Linked DNA regions of Gossypium hirsutum: region 2 is linked to region 1. A link is a contact called in public Hi-C data. All regions are on one chromosome and are shown on one strand. Each heading gives the region's core, a stretch centred on a gene start, on an enhancer-like site or on the middle of the called end of the contact. The rest is flanking DNA. Distances are from core to core; before and after follow the strand shown.

What was found. A called contact is a pair of places that touch in the nucleus more often than the background predicts.
Region 2: a contact with region 1 is called in a Hi-C map of leaf, with 2.7 times the contacts expected there. The contact joins two enhancer-like sites. A contact is called at or near these places in 8 of 34 Hi-C or Micro-C datasets (callus, hypocotyl, leaf and 1 more).

Annotation. Positions count from the first base shown.
Region 1 is chrD01:44,539,472-44,543,322 of Gossypium_hirsutum_v2.1, reverse strand. It overlaps the pseudogene LOC107922252. Among protein-coding and RNA genes, the nearest start is that of LOC121214067, 4.7 kb to the right of the region's middle. Within about 2 kb of position 2,337, at least 3 of the 9 cell types and tissues checked have an H3K27ac peak or open chromatin away from gene starts, as enhancers often do. A contact at or near this core is called in hypocotyl and leaf, where this site is marked.
Region 2 is chrD01:44,741,171-44,745,079 of Gossypium_hirsutum_v2.1, reverse strand. No RefSeq gene overlaps it. Among protein-coding and RNA genes, the nearest start is that of LOC107921315, 15 kb to the left of the region's middle. Within about 2 kb of position 2,624, at least 9 of the 9 cell types and tissues checked have an H3K27ac peak or open chromatin away from gene starts, as enhancers often do. A contact at or near this core is called in hypocotyl and leaf, where this site is marked.

The sequences.
Region 1 (3,851 bases), core at 1,088-3,587:
TTATCTTCTAATACGACTTTGATTATATCTATTATTTTGTATATTATGTCTCCCTTATGATGTGATACTTTCTATTGATGTGCATTGTCCTCTTATGGTTTCTAGCTTCCTTGATGTTAGCTATTACCTGTTGGCACTAAGTCTGACACTTCTGCACAACTTTCAACCTTTGAATAGTGGATCTACAATATCTTGATGCTGAGATTCCCTTCCAAGAAAGGGCCATTCAACAAATTCAGGCCTATTTCCATCATGCCAAAACCTTGAGGAATGATCTATTGGTGAAGTAACTCCGGTAATGCCTTGGAAAACTTGCTGAACAAAAAAGGGGAGTAGTGCCTATTTGGTGTTGCCACTACTTCTTGTCACAGCTTTTGCTATTGCTTTTTAGTTCTTTTTAGTTTTTTTTTTGAAGTTGTAACATTGAAATTGTGAACTTTTATTACCTTTACTTTGGTGGTTATTTTTATGAACCCTTTTCCAATTTACTTATTATAATATAATTCTTAGTATTTTGGTTGTTAATGCAATCCTCATCTTTTTGCATTAATGATTAATGTGCTTGGTTATGTTACTAGTAAAGTATAATTTATTAAGGGAGAGTTAACTTGGGGGAGCATTTGTATCTTTTGTTGAGTATGTTCTCCTATTGTGGTTTTGTTCAAACAAATTTCAAAGGGAGAGATTGTTGAGACAATTTTTGAGCAGTGCCAAATAGTAATGGCCATTGGTATCTAGCACTGTTCAGCTCAGAAACTTGCCATGTATGAGTTGACAAATTTTTGCAACAAAAATATTTGGGCTTTGATTCTAGCCAATACTTTAGACGACTGCAAGTCCATCTTGATATCCAAAGTGCATATAACAACATATCTTGGAGATCGTTTGGATTTGGATCAAGATAATTGACTTCCCAAGTTTGGTGGGATTCGATCAAATCATGTGAAACTTGAAAGTATATATTAAAGATTCAAGACTTATTTGACCTCATTGAAGATATTCTTTATGCTTGTTATCCTACTAGTTTTATAAGAAGATTGATTCTAATTGATATAGTATGTTATCAAGTATCAATTCCTTATAAATTGAGGAAACTTGTATAGGTGATGTACTGAACTTGGAGTACTTATTCTTGTTTATTGAGGAACATTTCTTTTGAGTGAATTGAGTGAAAAATCAAGTGAGTTACTTGGTTAATGTCCAAAGTTTTTAGGGGAAAACTTAGAGGAGAGTTGTTTAGATCTTACGTGCAAAAGTGAGGAGTCTAATCTGGCGAGTGTTAAAGGTTGAAATCACTTGTTGTACGTGTCGCTAACACAGAAGATTATCTCTCTCGGTAATGCCTCGTAGACATAAAGAAACCTAATTGTGTAAACATATTGCATGTTCTTTGTTTTTCTACCTTGTTCATGCTCAATGCCTAAAGCAGTTAACACTGGTCTTTGACACTACTTCTAGCACTTTGTCTGCTTTGCTTGCAAATATATTTTTTAAAAATTTCAGTCATGATTACAATATATATTTATGCATATTGAGAACTAAAGTTTTACCTGTTAAAAATAAAAATCTATTAAAAATTTAAAATAAATTCTATAAATAATGTTTCATTTTTAAACATTATTTGATTCATGTTGGTTATTTTGTAGCATAATTTGAGTTATTATGGGTTTATGTAAAAAAATGGAATTACTATGATAAAACTATACAAATTATCAACTCAAACATGATGCAAAAAATATTGATAATTATTAAAAGATGTTATATCATTAAATAAAATGAACACGACAAATATATGAATATGTCAACACCTATATAAAATAAATTATTTAAGTGAAAACAATCTAATAAAAAAAGAATTGAACTCAATATGATTCAATCTCTAAATAACCTAAATTTGAAATGACCTAAACAACTATAGAATTTTAGAAAAGTTATTTAAAAACTTTAAAATTTTAATACAATATTCCACCCATAAATAGAAGGATAAACGCATTTTTTAACGCCCTCAAACTCATATTCTCCTACTTTAATAACAATACCAATTACAACCAAATTAAAAATAAATTAACAAAAAAATACTATAAAATTTAAAAATGATTAAATTGTTACAAAATATTAAAAATTCTAAACTTTTAAAAATATTATAACAAAATTTTGAAAATTATTCTAATGTGGTTAACCATCGCCTTAGACAACACTAAGCTAAGCATGTGATGGTCGTCATTAAGGATCTCAAGCCTCTCAGTGGTAGAAGCGATCAGGAAGCCTAGCACCACGTGGACTTCACCCAAGCTACCTGTGTTGTAGTAACCTACCTTTTTTTAACAGGTCACTGCTTTAGTAACCCTCATGGTTATAAACACTTCCTTCATGACAGCCTACGGAAGTCCATGTGGTGCCCAGCCTCGAGAGGCTTGTGATCCTTGACATGAATGTTTGCTTAGCTTTGGTGTCATTAGAGGCTACGGTTAACCAAATTAGATTCTTTTTTTCAAAAAGAAATCTATAATATTTTAATATTTTTTTTGAAAAAGTATATAGTTTTTTTTGAATAAATTTTAATATTTTTAGAGCTTTAAATTTTTATTTTTTATTTTTAATACGTTTTATATTTATAATATATTTATAAATGTTTAATAATTTAAAAATACATACTTTTTGCACTTTTGAAATATTAGGAAGTTGGGCTTAATTGGAAGCATGACAATTTAGATTCCAGTTGAACTTAGACGAAAAATGCTTTTATATATGGGTTCTCTTGATTACATTTAATGAATAATTTTTTAGGTTATAATAAAGCATACGTAATGTATCAATCTCCTTAATCCAATGATTACAGGTTTGCTCCCAATTCCGTGTGGGGTTCAGTCCATATTGATGCTTTCCTTTTTTTGTCATTATAATTACAACAAATAACAAGTTTGCCATTCTAGCTTTGCCACTCAAATTCGACAATTGATTTTTGGCATTGTAATTTATCAAATTTTCGTTAAATTATTTTTTACAAAACAAGTTTACTGCTACACGAGCTGCGACATTCGTGTCCCCAATTTAATTGAATTTTAAACATTAAGAACAAAACGATTAAAAACAAAGTAATTTTAGAGAATAAATTTACAGTTATCCCTCCATTATTCCTCACCCAAAGAAGGAAATAAACAAAAAGTGAAAAGATGTCACAGCCACCAGAACAAAGCAACAATTGGGATTCTTAGAATCTCACAGCATTTAAACTCTGATTACTCCAAATACAAAAATACATTACAACTTCAACTACAAAGCTATACCCCATATTTCCAAAAGGTGAAAATACCCACATATTTGTTGGATAATCTCACACCGGGTGGTTGTTTTTCTTTAACAGTCAACTCTGAGACACGATTGTTAATGGCAGATACCCCCCCCCATTATATTTCTCAATCCATCAGATAAACCCATAACCATATTTAAAAAACAAATTCAAGAGATCGATCTATTATCATTTACAACTAAACCAAAAAAGGAAGCAGCTTTAATGGAGTCCAAGTCTTTACGGTTCCTCACTCAGCAGTCTTTCTTTGCAGCTGTTCAATCTGGGGAGCTTCAGTCTGTGAAGCAGATGTTGGATAAGCTGACAAAAGATGAACCGTCTAATGGATCATCGACGGTGTCTAATCTGGTGACATCACAAAATGAGTCAGGGAAGACTGCTTTATACATTGCTGCAGAAAACAATTTGCAGGAGATTTTCAGCTACTTGCTCAAGTTTTGTGATGTTGAGGTTGTAAAGATGAGGTCCAACTCTGATATTAACTCTTTTCATGTTGCTGCTAAGTTAGGAAACTTGGGTATGGTTCTGATTTCTCAATCAT
Region 2 (3,909 bases), core at 1,375-3,874, 200 kb before region 1:
TGAGTTTTGGTTAAGAAATTTAGCGGCGCTTCTCTCTTTAGCGGTGTTTTACAGTAAGCGCCACTAATCCTAATATACCTCAAGACCAAACTCTGCGTTTTGGTGTGCATATCTTGCGGCGATTCTAGAAAATCGCCGCTAATATGATGCTTTAGCGGCGTTTTTCCCTAACGCCACTAATTGTATTATACATCAAGACCAAACCGCTGCGTTTTGGTTAACATTTTTTGCGGCGCTTAATATACATCAAGATCAAAACTCTGCGTTTTGGTTATCATATTTTGCGGCGCTTTCCGTAAGCGCCGCTAAGACTTGTTTTACTGGCATTTTTTTGTAAACGCCACTAATTCTAATATACATCGATACCAAAACGATGCGTTTTCGTTAAGATTTTTGCGGCACTTCCCACAATGCGCCGCTAATACTTGCTTTAGCGGTGTTTTATCATAATCGCCACTAATTATTGTATACATCAAGACAAAAACGATGCGTTTTGGTCTTGAGATTTTGCGGCGCAAAACCAAAAACGCCGCTAGTGATGTTCTTTTACGGCGTTTTGATGGAAACGCCGCTAATGCCAAATATTTAGTGGCGTTTTATTTTTTGCGCCGCTAATGCTCGATTTTTAGCGGCGTTTTCCATCCAAACGCCACAAAATATGCCGCTAAAAGTCTGTTTTGGTGTAGTGATGCAAGCCACATATAAAAATCATGCATCTCGTAAGTGTCCATAAATGACATCCAGTACACCTTCTCTTAGATTGTTTATGTATGTCTCCAAAATCCGATCCTCGAGCTGAGTAAAACATAAAAAAATAATAATCTAAACAATATAATAATTAACTATTTAAAATTAAATAATTTAATAAATTTTCTTACCATTTGTAATTGAATACTGGAAATATGCTTGTCATCCAAACGAATAAGCTGATTTGCCTTTTAAAAATTATAACGAATAAAAAAATCGAAGAGAATAATAAAAAATAATAATCGAGGATCAAAAATTGAAAACTAAAAATTGAGGATTGAGAACATAAGATGGAAGAATGAGGATTTAGTATTTGGTTGAAAAGAATGAAGTTTGGAGGGGTTTATATAAGAAATTTTATGGTTGTTGGAATCCTTATAGCCGTTGGAAAAGTTACTATTGGAAGGAAAACACGCCCTACCGAGAATGTTTTTATTCTCTCTTCTGAAAACGCGTTCTACAGAGTGCATTTTCACTGATGTGGCAGCAAAAGCACGCCCTGTAGATTGTGCTTTCCTTTTTCTCTCCAAAAACAACGTAGATCAATAAATTTTGGAGAAATCAATATACTTTATCAGATCTTTTTATTTTTTTCGTCATATTGTATTAACTTAACTGATTAAATTTAAATAAAAAATTATTAATAAATAATCAATAGTAATATTCTTATTTAATCCTATATTTGGATAATTAATAATAAAAGAAAGATAAACAAATTTTATTTCTTGTCTGATTAATGTGTGGAAATGAAAGTAAATTATTTGCATAGATAATTTTTTAATTATAACCTTACTTAAATAATATAAAATAATTAAATTAAATTAAAAATTATATAAAAAAACAAGTATAAATTGATTTGATAAAATTATCAATTTAATATAAATTTTTAAAAGTGAAGAGTCTTAATAATTCAAAAAGGAGAAAATAATTTTAATAGTTTGCTAAATTTATACAAATTTAAAAAAGTAAAAAAGAGTCATAATAGTCTGGTGATTGTCTGAGTGACGGCGATGGTTCTAACGAAGACCGTACCACCAAAAAAATAGTCTGGTGGACATGGCCCTGGTGAGTGGGGCTTCGTGGAAGGATAAATTGCTTGGGGGAAAAAGTTCTAGATCTTTGGTCTCCTCCATGAACCCGAGCGAGACTTTTGATGGGGACTTCGATTTTGAAGATGGAGACATCCTTAGATCCACTGTTTATGGTATCCCTGCCATTGGATTCTCTGATAGAATCAAGAAAATTTTGGTCAAAGACATGGAAACCACGGTGGTGGTAAAATTGTTGGGGGGTAATATTGGATATGGTGTATTTTTCAACTGAATTTCGAGTCTTTGGAAACCATCTAAGCCCTTTCGATTAATGGATGTGGAAAATGAATACTACTTGGTTCGTTTTCAAGACAGATGATTACGAGATGGTTTTGACACAAGGACCTTGGGTGGTTTTTGGCCACTATCTCACAATTCAGCCGTGGACGATTGATTTTAATCCGTTGAGGCCTTTCCCTAGTGTGGTTCTGGCCTAGATCCGATTCTTGGGATTACCAGGATTTCTGTACAGGAAATGAGTATCAGAGGAAACCGGAGGGTTGGTCAGGAAAGTGGCCAAAATGGACATTAAAACAGGTAGTGGGACGAGGATCAGTTCGCTAGGATGGCGGAGTTCATTGACTTAGAGAAATCGTTAACCTCACACGTTCTGATTAATGGCAGGATACAAAGAGTAGAGTTTGAGGCTCTACCTGTGGTTTGTTTTTCTTGTGGACATTTGAAAAATGTTTGTCCTTTTTCTTTGACAGGTAAGATCACAATTAGCAGTCAAGGGGTAGCCTCTGATTCGGCGGTGAATGGCTCTGCTCCAGCAAAGACAGGGAAAGCCTTCGACCCTTAGATGGTTGTTAAACGTAAATCACGACGCAATCAAGCTAGGAATAGGAATCATTAAGCTAAGATCCCGGAAAAATTTCAAACGACTTTCAAATTTACTGCGCTGGAAATTGATTTAACGAGATTTGAGGGTGAAGAATCCGAAAGTTTGGGAATTAATTTCCTATGGAGGGATTTTGCTAAAAACTTAAAAGACAATTTTGAGGGGATCAAAAGCTGGGTCGGTGGAGAAGGAAAACATGGGAAAGTTGTCGCTGGACCAGAGAAGCAATAACGGGCCAAAAAAGTCGGTGAGGCCTACTAGCCTGGGACAGACATTAGTAAATAGGGCTTGGTGAGGTCTGCAGCGCTAGGGGGCCTGGATGCTGGGCCAGAACAGGCGAAGGGCCAGCAACACCTGGAGTGGGCTGGACAGAAAGCAGCGGGCTTGGAGCGAAAAAGAGATTTAGTTTTTGGACAAAAAGATGCGGGCTTGGAGCAGGAGCAGGATTTAATTGTTGAACCTAAAGCGGTGGGTTTGGAGCAGCCGAAACTCCTAGAGCAGGCTTGGTAAAACTTGATGGAACTCCCATCTTGCATTTTAATCCAATGTTCGAAGGTTCTTTAGAATCCGTTGTGACTTTAAATCCCAATTTATTGGATTCTGCTGTGATTTTTAAAGAGAACAGTGACCCACAATTAAATTTTAAAAAGAGCCAATGAGGGAACAGTGTGGCCTGTGAAAGCCCTCGTATTTATTCTAAAGGGTAAGGTTTTCGGATTAAAAGTGGACATGGACGATCCGGAAAAGCGTTGAATAAGACTATTTGTGGACGAGAGGATCGTTTTAAACTTGCCAATAATTCTCGTGTTTCACTAGCGGAAGCCATGAATTCTATGGTTAAGGTCTTCAGTGATGAAATGGTTTTCTCAACAGCTAAGTCTGGCATTCAAGATGGTGGTGACCGTACATCTGTTTTGCCTTAGTGGTCGGTTATTTCTCCACTTTTTTAATTTTATTTATAAATTTTACTATTTTATCTTGGAATTGTCAGGGTTGTGCTAATTTGAAGTTTCTCAATGTTTTTCGTGAATATAACCGTTAACACAGACCGAGTTTAATTGGCCTTTTAGAAATGAGGGCTAGTGGTGAAAAAGCCGATTCAATGATCTCGAAGCTCGGGTTTCAGCGTTCTAATTGTGTGGAAGTAATACGGTTTTCGGGTGGTATTTGGATTGTTTTGAGGGATTCTTTTTGTGTTGAGATTATCAAAAGTCATTCCCAATTTGTCCT